Linked DNA regions of Oryctolagus cuniculus: region 2 is linked to region 1. Evidence: chromatin contacts called from public Hi-C data. All regions are on one chromosome and are shown on one strand. Each heading gives the region's core, a stretch centred on a gene start, on an enhancer-like site or on the middle of the called end of the contact. The rest is flanking DNA. Distances are from core to core; before and after follow the strand shown. Region 1 has its middle 22 kb from the start of TRNAN-GUU. Region 2 holds the start of LOC127483561 (potassium/sodium hyperpolarization-activated cyclic nucleotide-gated channel 2).

Region 1 (7,362 bases), core at 1,411-3,910:
GATACATAAATTATTAAATTCTTTCACATAAGTAATTTATACCTTCTGAATGTTAATCCTTTGTTGGGTGCTTGCCTTAAAATATCTTCTCAATTTATCTTGTAACTTTTTATTTAGTCATATAAAAGTATTTAGAAAATAAAAGTATTTATCATTTCCTCTATGGATTGTGCTGAAGAAATTCTTCCCCACTCCAAGGCCATGAAGAAGTTCTACATTTTCTTCCAATAATTAAACAGTTCTTTGTTTCTCTAGGTTTTTAGTTTATCTGAAATTTAACCTGTGAGGTGAAGGCAGGTACCTAGCTGTAGTTTGTTTCATAGGCATGTTTTTCAATGAGAGAAAATATAAAAGGATTAAGCAGTCTTTATAATCGGTAAACTCCTTCATAACAGACATTAAGATGTATACCCACCTCGTCAACACCCTGCTTCAATGAGATATGAATATCTTTGGCATTCAATACATATATTTTGGATAAATAATCCTTTTTCCAACTCCCCTCTCCATTGCTTGGAGTATGTACAAAGTTGCCCATCTAAAAATAATCCGAGATGTGCTTAATTTATCCTCTCTGAGTAGGAACTAATACCTCAACAGGATTAACTTTATATAAGTTCTGAATCACTCCAATTAAACTGGAGGATGTTAGTGACTTCCGTGCTTTGCCCATTTTTAGAAAGTTCATCTGGGAGGGAAAAAACCACCAGTTCATCAAGTTAGATGCATTTTACTTGTTCATCTACCAGAAGAAGTACTTCACACAGAAGTATAGGGGCCTGGGTTAGAATCACATTTTAACAGGTTTTTTGGGGGAGGGGGACTTTTACAAATCAACTGTTTGAGCCATAGGAATACCTGTATGAAACTCAGTGTAACAAGCCTGCTTCGCAGGCACCAATTCCAGAGCTAGGCATTTAATAAGGCCTAGTTGCGCTGGCTGGGTTCTTTCTCCTCTCATAAAGAAAGAGTCTGAAGATAAGTTCTATTTGTGACCTAACTTTAATAAGGGCAATTAAAGAAAGCCAAGGAAGGTGATTTTTTGAAGGAAAACTTCAATGGTTCTTTCCCTGCAAACACGACCCTAATATATTTAAAAAAAAAAAAAAAAAGTCACCTTACAAAATTCTGGTCTTTTCGGATCATTCCAGGAACGTGAGAGTCACCTGAGGGATGAACAGTTTTTGGTTTTTTTTTTTTTTTTCTTTTTTTTCCTGGAGGCTATGGCTGTGGCGGCCACGGCGAGGAGGTAAAACAAGCCAGAAGGCTGTGAGAACGCACTGGTCAGGTGTCAAGAAAGTGAAATACAGTTAGTTTAAAAAAACAACTTGGGAAGCAAAACCATTTTCTTTTCCAACACTGCAGGTGGACCCAGCTTCTCACGAACACTGAGAGAGGTCAGAGGATGAGTGGCTGTGTCTCTTTATGAGGAAGAGTGTCTCCTTTTAGCTGGCTCTCTGAAAGAACCGAAGCCGAGCCTGCCCCGCCGGAGAGCGAGCGTCTCCAGCAGAGTGAGCTCCAGTAGGAAACCCCGCCGTTTCTCCTGAATGTAGCAACCCATTTCCCATCCTTCCACAGGCTGGCAAGCGCTTGGAGACCTTGAACTATCCCAGAACCGCAATTTGGGGATGTTTTGTATCGAAAAAGTATCAGTCTTTTTTGAAAAAGTTCATCTTTAGAAAACAAAGAAGAAGGAAAGAAAGGGGGCGGGGGTGTGTCGCGGTCAGCCCTGATGTAAAAGAAAGCGCTAATTTTCTGACCTTTTAGCCTTAAAGAAGTTAACTATCTTCGTGTCTGGGTGTAACCTCTGTTCAAAAGAAAACAAGCAACACGAACAGTGCCGTCTTCTTCGTAGGCTTCTCTCAAAAGCTTCATTGGAAGTACGCTAGGGAAACGTACATCCAGTGCACATCCGCATCTATCCTAAGCTTTAAAAAACCAACCAGCCAACCAATCAACAAAAAAGGGCACGGACCTCAGCATCAAACCCGAGCCTCCTCCAGGGCCTGTGCGCTCGGCTGGCGGCCCCGCGCCGCCCGCGGCCCGGGAGCTGCCCGGCGGGTGATGCAAGACGCCAGGCGCGCAGCTGCTTAAAGCAGGTTCTCGAGTCTAAAGGAACACCTTCCTTACCAGAGCAGCCCTCGCCCCTGGCCTCGCCATCCCCGCCGTCCCCGCCCGCGCCTCCACTCGGAAAAGTGGGACGGGCGGGGGAGCGCGAGACCAGAAAGGGAACCGAGGAGAAGAGCGCCTGCGACACAAAATGGAGAAAGAGGAACCGAGAGGGGAGACAGTCGGGGAACGGAGGGTGCCAGTGAGGGCAGCAGAGGGGCGTGAGGTGGGGAACAGCAGGGGCAGCGCCCGGGAGGCGGAGGCCAGAGGACCAGGAGGAGGGGGCCGGGGTCCGGAGCAGAGGAAACAGCAAGACGCTCTGGATTTCAGCAGCGCCATATTCGCTTTTGCTTTCGCCGCTTTTTTGTTTGGTTTTGTTCGCAGCCGGTGGACAGGCGCCAGCACATTTCTGCAGCTTCAGCAGCGCGGGTCCGACAGCTGGGAAGGGCCGGCGGGGCCCTGGCGGGGGACGGGCGCCTATGCCCCGGCCCTTGGAGCCCCCTCCCCGGCCTGACCCCTTGCGCACGCCGCCCTCCGCACGCTCGTCTCGGCCGCGAGCGGGCCTGCACCTCGGGGCTGCCCGGAAGGAGCGCCTCGCGCGCCGGCCCGCCGCAGCCCCCGCGAGCACCTCGCCCCGAATTGCGCCCTTGGTGTTGGTGGGCGCGCGGGCCACGCGGGTGGGCATCAGCGAAGGAACCGGAAACAAAAAACAAAAACAAAAAACGAACTCAATCCGTGGGGAACGAGGAGAGGGCGCGCACCGGGGGGAGGGGGGGATTTTGGCAGGGGAGCCCAAAAATAGAGCCTTCCTGGAGGTAGCCGTGCCCGCTGGGCCGCCGCCACCTGCTCGGGGCTGTCCCTCGCGGCGCCCCAGGTCCGGGCTCGGCCGGGAGCCCCAGGAGGGTCGGGAGGGACGCGAGGGATGGGTTCTCTCCTGCAGGCGGCCGAGGCATCGGTCTTGCCCGGGTGACTCTCAGCGATTTAGGCGCGGCCGGGCTCTCGGGGCTCCTTCAGAGAAGCGCTTCACCGCCCAGAAATTCAGGGCCTCTCACCCCCGACGTCCCCGCGCTGGCTCCTGTCGCGTCTCTCCTCTGCCCTTGGTGGGTGTCAAGCACGCCCCAAAGGAACTCTTGTCCCTGTCCTTTCCCTTGCAATTGGCAGCATCCATTGCTCAGCCAAGACCCCGCGGGAAAAACGGAGGGTCTCCCCGGCTCTGGGCTCCCGCCCCAGCCGCCGGGCGGCGAGGAGGCAGGCGCGAAGGAGGCGCGGAGGGGCGAGCCGTGGCGCCGTCGGGTTTCCCGCACGCCGCCGGTCGGGACCGCCGGCGCCCTCGCTCCTAGGCGTTCCCATCTCGGCCCCACGGAGGCGTCTTGCCCGGGGTTCTGGCCGGAGCAGAGCAGTGGAGCGTGTCGAGGTAGGTGCTCAGGGCGCGCCGTGGGGGCCGAGCGCTTGGTGGATGGAAACGTCGAGTTCGCACTCGTGTGTCCCACCTGAGCACCCCGGCCTCTCTTCCCGGCCACCTCTGACGCCTCAGCCCTGAGTGCGTCGCCGGGTCCCGGAGCGTCCCGAGCCGTACAGACCCGGGAATCCATCCAAAGCGCCACTTCAAACGGCCTCGTCGAAGCTCGCCCGGCGCTGGCGGCCGCGCCCTGAAGCCCAACCTGCGCGCCCCGGACGGCGCGTGGCCACCTGCGGCCCGGCGCTGGACGCCGCAGCCTGGCGATCTTAGGACTACTTCATTATTAAGTGGCCCTTGGATTTTCAAATGGCATGTAGATTATTTTCAGTAGTTCATTCCTTATTTGTCTTTATTTCTTTTTTCAGACTGCAGATTTCCACAAGGAGAACAGATCATTTCCCAAATAGGAATACATAAGGAAGACAAATATCTTTTATTCTTCTATTGGGAAAGTTGCATTTTTGAAAAGCAGGTTTCAAGATACTTGGGGATCAAAATCTTTTTCCTAAATGAAGAGTCAGTGACTAAGTTCAGACATTGGTCTTGACATTTTAGTTAAGGTGATCTTTTTTCCTGTTTTGTGTGTGTGTGTGAGTGTGTGTGGGTGTGGGTGTGGGTGTGTGGGTGGGTGTGTGAAATGCTCAAAATCTAAATTTCAAAGTAAGAGGGCCATGTGATTGCCTGAGAATATTCCACAAAATTAAAATCTAAAAATAGTGGCAAGCTGTAGGGCCTAGCTCACACATCAGGTCCCAGCTTCTGTTTCTGAAACAGAGGAAAGGGGCTATAAGAGATTTTGGAATTAAAGTATTAACAGCTGGGACAGACATCTATCATTTGACAATACATGAAATTTCCAATTGAGCACTGCCTGTCAATAGGCTTTTGTGCTCCTCTCCTTTACAGGAAAGTTTACAATTCACTAACTAGGCTTCTTTTAATCTCCTCAAAAAGTTTTAAATATTACAAGCCTTAAAACCATTTAGAAAAGAGCATTTTTGGCAGCCAAATGCAAGAGTAAATAAGGCTTAGGCTACTGTCTCATCTCTGAAGGATTACTTCCTTCTGAAATAACTGCTGAGAATTACACCTGGCTGGGTATCCTATTCACCCTTAAATCTGGCCATTGAATGCAACTAATTAGGGATGAAGGCCTACTTTTTGTTTTTAATCATTGCAAAGCATTTAACAAGGAAACCTGGACTTCTTTTCATGAAGCCTTGTACTGATCACTTTCCAATGCAGAACAAAGGTCACCTCATTGATGGATGCCACTTCTAGCAAGTCATGTGTTGAAAATGGTTAGGTAAGAAGCAGTGCAGAAAGAAAATCATCTCTGTCTGATAGTTTCACCATGTAGAAGAAATCAGGCATACCACTGCTCTCTTTGGAATAATAGAAGCAGAATTTTAAGTAGAGTTCTTATTCAAAACTCATTTAGAAAGACAGGCAATATAAATTGTCCTCAGAGCAAATATTTTGGCAAAAATTTAGGAACACAAAAACTAATTCATAAATGTTTAGAATATGATAGTCAATTTATAAAACACTCAATCTATGCAAAACTGTATGATTATTGTTTTTAACATGACCTGTTTGTCCATATGGTATTCAAAAATCTTAATATTGATAACTATTAATAATCTTTAAGGCAATTCTCTATATTTAGAACTATCTGCTTTTTTACTTCACAATTGCTGTAACCCTCTGTAATATATTAAGGGTATAATTTTTATTTCTATTATGAATATCTAAAACTACAACTATCTGCATTTTTGACATTTTTTAAGAAGTACACTTCCTTATACTCCAGATATTGTCATACTTTAACACAGACTATATTCAGATATTTCATTCTAATAGATCCCAAATGTAAATGCCTAAGAAACATACAATCACAGGAATCAGAAAGAAATTTTATTAGAGTTCTATTGGTATTTTATGAACATCAATTAAAAACTTAAGTAATTTTCCAGTTAAGACCTTGATTTTGTACCAAAGTATGAAAAAGTAACACAATGTACATTCTCTAGCAACCACTTCCCAATCCATTGCTTTATTAGATAATCCTTTGTTTGTATCTACTTGATACCAAGTCTTATTAAGCACTTAATGACATGAGATATTTTCTTTATCCTTTTAATATTTATTATTTCTTAATTGTTTGAGAAATTGATATAGTTCCAAGATGTTGACAACTTAAATCTAAAATTAAAATAAACACTGGCATCCACTTAACAAATATATAGAATTTATTGAAGTCCAAGGTCACCTGAGCAATGAATGTGTTGAAAAGAAACACTGATATACAGGAAGTTCAAGAGTTACAACTCTCTCTCTGTTAACTGGAAATTCGGGAGTAGTGTTCTCTTTTTTCAATTTTAAGATTATCTCTTGCTTTAGGAGAGCTGCAGCTGATGGCAAACATCCTAGGAAACTTTGCTGGCAGTGGTTGTAGGGGTGTCAGGAGGTATTAAGGTGATCCTACAGCTTTTGTTATCTATATGTTGGTTTGAAAATAGTTTTCATTTTCAACTAAATATTTGGAAATATGCTCAATGCCTTTGAAAATTTCTTAGGTCATTGTAAAGACCTTAAAATAGAAGTGCAAAAGAACATAGATCAGCTAAAATGTTAAATTTTTCATGCCACAGAAAAAAGTTTTATATAAGTCATTGATCTTCAATAATATTAATGAAAATTATGTGCAGTGTTAGAGAAAAGTTACATAGTCATATTGCTGAATGAGAACGTATTGCTACCATAAATATTTCACAAAAGTCAGTCATCTTTTATAGTGCTTTTGAACATTTTTAAATGCTGTTTTAAATTCTTTAGTATAGCACAACTGTTCTGAATTGAATTGTTTTTAAACATATAGAATATCAGTTGATTTTGTACATTAGGAATAAGAAGAAACCACTGGAATTTTTGATTACTAACAAGGGTCTAAACACAATGGTATCAGAATTTCATAAATTAATTATATGCTCCATTTGAAGATTATAAAGCATAATTAACTTACTTGACATCAACACAATGTTTTGTTTCTTCACAGAACAGGCCATGAGCTGTTTTCAATTATTTCACTGAAATGCTGTCCTCTAAAATTAACAAATGAATGACGCATTTGCATATTGTACTTTGCACTGAGGACTTCCTACAGGGGAGCTATCCAATTGTTTTTCTAATTATATTTTATCTACTCACATAATTTATTTTACTCGGAGGAACTAGTGATTACCTAATTATTTTTTTAACTAAGCAATTTGATGGAAAAATAACCTCTTAAAGTAATAGATTATCTTAAGGAGTAATATAAAATAAAATTAATAATTTGAAATGGCATCTAGAAATTGTGATTTTTAACTCTTAATGTAGAATACTGAGCATCAGATACTGTTCTTTTCTTCTACCTTGTACTATTCCATTCTTTATGAAGAGACAGGAAAATAGCAAGAAATATATACAAACATATAAACATCTTCTGGCTATGTAAAGCAAAAGAACATTTTAGAGATGGAAGAGGGGTTATAGAATTTCATCTGCCCTCCTCAGAGGCATAAGGCAAGTGGCTTTTTGGTATAATTTCAAGGGCCATATTTATCACTCATTTTTTTGATGCCCTCAAATATTTTTATAGGTTACAAATTTGAACCAACTACTACTGAGAAGATTCATATTTTAGCTGTTATCCATACCTTTGAATGAGGGTCAGAGCAAATGTTGGTGGTGGGAAGAAAGTCTGAGGACAATGAGTAAATAACATGAGTGCAAAGAGGAGAACTTAAAGA
Region 2 (7,362 bases), core at 3,248-5,747, 62 kb after region 1:
AGAAAAAAATAAATCAACTTGCTGTTGAAGTATTATCTGTGTTTACTAACTAAATTGTCTATTTGACAGAATTTATTAGATGATTGATCAGCTCCTAATTTTCACATCAGTTCTCTGATGAAGTAGATATAAGTTATATGATTTAAGGAGTAATCTTGCTTTTTATAATCTATACAAAATATAAGTAAATTGGAATCATTTGAATCATTTACTGAATGTAAAGATGAATGGTGTTTATTTGTCCATGTAGAGAAATATTTCACATAATTCAACCTGTTTTTTTTCCATTAAAAGTTAAATGGAGTATTACTGCTTTCTTATTTCTTAATTCCTGCAACTTTAAATTAAAATTTGCCTGCACCTTTGCCAAATTGTATTTGTTTATTTACATTTCCTCATTTCTTTCTAGATGAAGTCATCACAGTTTTAGCCTGTATGAAACAGATATATCCACTTAACATTAACTGCTTTGCTTAAAAATAGAGGCTCAAACTTCCTAAAGAAAAATTTCAGCATGTTACAGTGAAGCATAAAGGGAAAACATGACTTTTCTGATATGTACAAAATCTCCCTAAAACTAGAGATTGGTTAAATGCAAAGATTTGATATTAAAATTATAAATTTATTCTTAGGAATTCTACTTAGTTTTACAGTTCTCATATTGTGGCTAGTTAGCTAACAAAATCATGGCAGCACTGTTGGTGGTTCCTAAATTTCACTCCAGTAATTCAGGAGTATACTCCTCACCCACATGCTGACTATAGAATTTCTTATTTGCAAACGTTAATTTTAGAGCCCTTAGTTTAGGAAATGCTTTGCTATTTATCTTCTTAAGAAACTTAAGATAGCATGATAATTAGATCTTTCAAAACATTTAATTTACTGTTGTATTTTGATGTTTGATATTTTTCCCTAATATATGAAATTTTTTAAAATGATACTAAATGATGAAAATATTACATATAAACTATACCATTTGCCATTTAATCTAAATGTTTTGAATAAAAGTTCTAGGGGAAAAAATCCAAAATAGTTGTGCAAAAGTGTAAGTGTGAATTTTTAGACAGCACCGTATCATTGGCTTTCAATCTTGTGGGTTCTTTAATGTAATTAGCTTTCACTTTCCCTTACATACTAAGTCACTAACTCCATTGAAATGAATTTGAGTTTTATTTTAAAATCCACATATACAAACGAGTCCATACTATGTGAGGGGAGGAAGACTTGATTTGCCTAAATTAGTTATTGTAACAATGACCATTTAGGAATTATCAGGAATTCGACTCAATGTTTAATTTTTAAAATAAAAGCCCTGCTGTCCCCTTGAATTTGGGGGTCTGACAATGTAGGTGACATGAAACACAATTTGAGACCATGAACTCTGTGATCATGAATGTGCAAAAACTTGACCATTGAAATTACAAGACCTAATTTATGCCTTACTAAGATATCCAATAAAATAAATGCATGAACATATAGGTTTTATAAACTACTGAAATGGTTTTTGACTCATATTCTCAAAGGCCATATTCTCAAAGGTCATTTCATAAACATTTCCCTCAACTGCCCAACTATCGTTAAAACAGCTTGAAAGTAGTAAAGCTCTATTTTCACCAGTAAGTACTGATGAGTAACCATCAAAGAATCAATATGGGTGGGGGAGTAGAGAGGATGGTTTCTTAAAGTATAGGTAGTCTTAAAAATGTTTAAACTTTCTTTTCTTTAAAACGAAGCTGTCTTAAGTTTATTTCATGGATGAAATAAAATACATCCCTTATCTTAGACTGGCATAGTATACATGCCAGTTAAAACTTATGGATATCTCATTTTTTTCTCCACATGGATATTCAAGGAACTCTTTAATCTTAAAGGCATACCTTCCTTGGGCTTTCTTCCCACACAAGTGAAAGCACTTATACATTATAAAAAAAAGATTTTAATTCATAAAACTAACAAATGTAGGAATGAGGCCTTTGGGAAAAGCTGACCACATAGATTCTGTAAAAGTCCCAGCCCATTTTAATGGTAATCACAGTTGGTTTCTAGAAAGAGTTAACTAGCCAGTTCAAAAAATACAATTTATTTAGAAACTCTAAAACATTGTTAAAAATTATCCTTTTGAGTTTTTCAAATAATTTCTAGATTCTCTAAAAGAAAAACAAATTTATCAGCATTCTGCCTTAATATTTACAGTTTATGATACATAATGAACATGAAGATGTCTGATATTTATTTAGTTATTTCAGCTGCACATAATTATACTGTTGAAAGTCTCTTTGAGGCCAAATTTACTCTACTGGCTTTCAGTGGAATTATTAAAATTTTTAATGAAAGTTCCAATGGTTATTTCATTGATCAAAGAAAAAATTTTAAATACTATTTTTCAGAATACGTTCATAGTTTTTCTAACAATATAAAAAGCATTGGTTTTATTGCTGAAACCAAGGGAATCTACATCTGGGTAGTCATGCCTTTTAATGATTATACTTCTATGTATTTCAATAGCTTGTCAAAGACACACATGTTCTACATTTAAACAAATATTTAATCCTGTGCTTCCTTCAAAGGGAGTTGAAATAAATGTACCTGTAGTAGGAAATTTTAGTTTTTTTAGCAGCAGAAAACATTGTGGTTAAAATTTTTGTGAGAGCTGGAAATGTACCCATAACTTGGGCCTAACACATGAATATATTTAGGCAGAAGAGGACAAACATCCTCCAAGAGAAAGTACTTACATATGGGCCAGAGTAACGTGACAGCTATTATGGAAACAATCTTTGTGAATTTCCTAACTTTTATGCACACAAACTCAACCACTTGTGTTCACTTGCCTCTTTTAAAATAACATTTAAAAATCTATGCTCATGGACAAATGCATTCTTTTTTTTACAGTAAATTCTTTAGGATTAGAATAATCAACTCAAATGCTATTAGAGTATTAGTAGTGTTATCCTAGTTCATAAAATATATATGTATATGTAATAAGAATAATGAGTTTTGGTGTTAATATTGTTTAACATTTGCACAACTCTTCCTGTAAAACAGTCCCTAGGTAAATCAGGTATCTTGGTATTTTCAACTGACTTGTCACTGAAGAGAAACAAGGGAATGAGAATGAGAGATGAGAAGAAAATATGAACGTGATGAATAGGTGTTTATTTCAAAAAGACCCCAGGGAGATTCAGGAGCCCCTCGCTGCTGTGTGTGTTCCTTCTGCGGGAAGAGCTCGTGCACGCGCCTTTCAAAGCTTCCAGAGCAGGACGGAGCAAAGTTCCTGCAGCTGTTCCTGATGTTAATCACCCCACTAGGACACGAGGTGCTCTCCGCGTGCTGGGGCAAGGTTGGACGTTGACTATATGCGTTAAAAACGCGTGTTTGCAAATATATATAAGTCAATTACGCCAGAGAAAGCTTCACCTTGAGCTCACGTAGTCAACCACCGCTCCTGTAGAGCCAAACAACTTTCTCGTCCATAGCCTTTCCCTCCGTCCCTCAACAACGCGCACATTTTACTTTTCAAGTTCTTTTGCTGGAAAATGCCTCATCTACTTTGCTTCGCGGGTTCTTTCTTCTTCGTTTTGAAGAATCTTTCTGGTTCTCCAAACCAACTTCGTAGTAGAAGAGGGGAAGTTAAACTTTATTGAATCTTTGAAGTGATGGCTATTGGAAACAGTAATTCACTTCTAATAAAGATCCTGCCATTCCCAACTGTACTGATAGCCATCTAATGTATTTATCAAGATTCTATTAAGTCATTAAAACCGGACCCACGGCTGCAATGCACAAAATTTTTATCTCCGTTTGCTTTTGAAAAGTATTTGTAGCGGCATAGATGATTTTTAAGCATCCTATGAAATATATCCATCAAGAAGATGATTTTTAAGCATTCTTGTCAAGTGTCTCCCAACAGCTGAGCTGGAGTGCGTTCACGCGCTCACTGTGTGCATGCGTGCGTGTGCAAACACACACCACGTAGTAAGGACTACTGCCGTATTCCAGAAACGGCTAAGAAAAGGTAAGAATAAACCAGAATTGTATGACTAGATTTCCAGTCTCGGGCGAAAGGGCAGTGCTGCGCAGTTAACCTAGTTAACACCCCCCCACACACCCCCACACACACCCCAGTTGCCTTAAATCGGAGTTTCCCGCAGGATTTCGCGCTGAGGGAGCAGCGGGGAGGCTCGGTTTGCGGGTTGGTGGGGACTGGGTCCTGGATCCCGACACCTCCCACCACTTCCCCGGGGTCTCTCCGGGAACGGAGCCGGCGAGCGCCGAGGGGAGGAGACAGCGCGCGGCGCGTCCACAATGCGCCCATGGCCGCCCCTCTCGCCGAGCCGCCGCCGCTCCCGCGGAGGGAACTGCTAGGCGGAAGCGGCGGCGGGCGGCGGCGGCGGGGGGCGCGGGGCGGCGGCGCGGGCCGGGAAGCCGCCCGGGAGGTCACCGGGGAGGCCCCGCAGCCCGCGCCGCCACCCCGGCCCGCGTGCGCGCGCGGCCGCATCAGCTGAGCGCGCGGCGGGTGTCACGTGGTGCGCGTGTCGAAGGTCACGGCGCGCTCACAATGGAGCTCTCGGAGTATGTGCAGAAAGGCTTCCAGATGCTGGCGGATCCCGGCTCCTTCGACTCCAACGCCTTCACGCTTCTCCTCCGGGCGGCGTTCCAGAGCCTGCTGGACGCCCAGGCGGACGAGGCCGTGTTAGGTAAGCCGCTCGGCTTTGAGCTGGACCGGCCTGGGTGGAGGGGCGCTCCAAGAAGAGGAGCTAGACCGAGCGAGCGGGGGAGAGCCCCGGGAAGAGGAAGTCTCCGGGCTTTGCCCTTCGCTCCGGACGGAGTGTGGGGACGTGGCTCTGCTGGGACCCAGAGCGGACTCTGAGCATTGTTCTGGCCACACTTGGCACCTGCACAGAGCCAGCCACACGTTCCTCGCCTGATTTCCCACCCGGTCTCTTTGTTCCTTTGTAAAGCCCGTGTTCCAGCCTTGTTTGTGGCCTAAACATCTAAGGTTTTCAGCCTGGTGTGAGCTGGCGGCTGTTTTGACACTTGGACTTCATCAGGGGCGCTCCCAGCAATTCAGGCTTCTTGGGCTAGGCTGGCAAACGTTTAAAAGGGACTGTTTCCGAAGTAATTACTGGCTCGAATAGTGTTGACAACTTCCAACCTAGAGAATACCTCTGGCTGCTAGGATCGCTGCAGCCCTCTAGTTCAGTGTGTTGTACCCCGGTTCTACTCCTAAGACATGAAAGTGGGGTGCGTAGTGCTTTGTCCCGCACCCCTTACCTGGAGGCGAGCCTCTCAAGCGACCTGGTCAGTGAATGTCAGTGCGGAGTGAAAGCATTTTAAGACAGATAGCTTTTAGATAATTTTGTTAAATATCAGTATCCCTAAAATTCAAGATTTTGCCTTTTTCTGTAGTACATGAATTAGACACTTGCACAGAAACATCTGAAAGTGGAAGTTCTTTAAACGAAAATAGTAACCGCCACCTGGGTTCATCTCAAAAATCACGTGGCTATCAAAGCCTGAAAATATTGATAGGATTTTGAAATTTGCATTTTGTATTCTGAACTCATGCCCTCTCTTCCACTTCTTGGTGTGTCCACAGAGCCAGATACCCTAAAATTGATAATTTCTAAAGCAAAAATATTCATTCTGAAATTTATACTGTGTAACATACCTATTTCCTTGTTCCTTTTAATTTATTCTATCCAGTGTTAGAAGGACCACTGTTATTTTTTTCTTTGGAGTGATAATGTCTTTTGGAAATAATAAAAATATTAAGGAAAAATAATTGAAACCAGATAACAGAATTATTGATGTTTACTGTTTTGAAGTTGATTTTGTTGCTAATCTCATTTACTTAGAATTGGCACTCCTTTTATTTGAATTCTCTTTGTTATCTTGCTAAAAAGAGGTTTTTACCCGAATTAAAATATCCTCTTTATGGAACCTACAATAAAGAATTTTTCTTAATTATCACTGTCCTCACTGGCAATTTGTTTTAGATCACCCAGATTTGAAACATATTGACCCAGTGGTTCTAAAACATTGTCATGCAGCAGCTGCAACTTACATACTGGAGGCGGGAAAGCACCGAGTTGACAAATCAACTCTGAGGTACAGAATTTATTTAAATATCCATTTATTTTCAAATAGTACCTTTATTATTCCAATCTCAGTTCTGAAAATGGAAACTGAACTTTGGCTTCCCTTCTGCTACACAGCTCTTACCTAGAAGACTGTAAATTTGACAGAGAGCGAATAGACCTGTTTTGCACGGAATATCAGGTTACTTACTTTATACTTTTAAATTAACGATTACTGTTTTTCTTCTGCTCTGTTTGCAAAGACGTATTCTCTTTCTTTTTTTTCTCCCTCCCCAGAATAATAAGAATTCCCTAGAAATCCTACTGGGAAGGTAGGTTCTGTGTAAGGTGTCCAGCTGAGGCACTTTTCACTTGCAGGTATGAATGGAGAGTGCTAGGCTCAAACAAAACAGGGCAGGAAAACCTGGGATCCTGACTCAAAGAAAAGGGGCCAGAGGGCAAGTGAAACAATTGAAGTTAAGCTAATGTTTTTAAAGATGAAGTTTATTGAGATAATTTTAAGATGCTCTTTTACTATTGAAAATGACATTTCACAATATTTTAAATTCAAAATGGATTAAAATGAGAAGGGGGCAAAAGATAGATACCATTTGTAATAAATACTAAACATTTTCTGTAGATATTATGTGCATAATTGTCACTGTATCTTTCAGCATAAGTAGATCTCTCCCTCATATAACTGATGTTTCTTGGCGCTTGGAATATCAGATAAAGGTAAAGTTGAACAAATGGTTCTCTAAGAGGGTTTAGGGAATGTTAAAGAAATAAAGGTTAATATGAACATGTTCTTTTTTTCTTTTAGACCAATCAACTTCATAAGATGTACAGACCTGCATATTTGGTGACTTTAAATGTAGAGGTATTTATAGATAAACCCTACCAAAAAGTGAAGTGTATGGTAGTAAAATTTAACATTTTCTTGATTTAAGTAAACAGCCTTTCTCTTTCTTCTCTAGAACACTGATTCCGGGTCCTACCCAGAGATTAGTTTTAGTTGCAACATGGAACAGTTACAGGTACAGTATTAGGATCTGTGAATATGACTATCTTTTTATAGACATTTAGCTGGGAATTATATGAATGGAAAGTTCAAAAAGATAATAATCAGAACAGCTATCAGCAGATAATGAAGATAGATTGGGGATTTTAAAGGAAAGGCGGGTTTCAAAAGCAATATTGTAACACAGGTTCACTTTTGAATTTGTTACTTAGAATTGGTGTGCACTTGCTGTTCCCTCTGATAAACATCTTGCAGTATAGT

The links. A called contact is a pair of places that touch in the nucleus more often than the background predicts.
Region 2: a Hi-C map of skin fibroblasts shows a contact between it and region 1, with 2.3 times the contacts expected there. The contact joins the promoter of LOC127483561 here to the enhancer-like site in region 1. A contact is called at or near these places in 2 of 6 Hi-C or Micro-C datasets (skin fibroblasts and an unstated tissue).

The regions. Positions count from the first base shown.
Region 1 is chr13:48,496,966-48,504,327 of mOryCun1.1, forward strand. No RefSeq gene overlaps it. Among named protein-coding and RNA genes, the nearest start is that of TRNAN-GUU, 22 kb to the left of the region's middle. Within about 2 kb of position 2,661, at least 4 of the 8 cell types and tissues checked have an H3K27ac peak or open chromatin away from gene starts, as enhancers often do.
Region 2 is chr13:48,557,550-48,564,911 of mOryCun1.1, forward strand. It overlaps LOC127483561 (potassium/sodium hyperpolarization-activated cyclic nucleotide-gated channel 2), which reads right to left and starts at 4,498. Exons shown (of 2, transcript XM_051821448.2): 1 at 4,121-4,498; 2 at 3,136-4,005. The coding sequence starts at 4,498. The coding sequence ends at 3,880. It overlaps COMMD3 (COMM domain containing 3), which reads left to right and starts at 4,465. Exons shown (of 8, transcript XM_008268283.4): 1 at 4,465-4,697; 2 at 6,000-6,111; 3 at 6,219-6,282; 4 at 6,378-6,412; 5 at 6,755-6,815; 6 at 6,904-6,960; 7 at 7,058-7,117. The coding sequence starts at 4,559.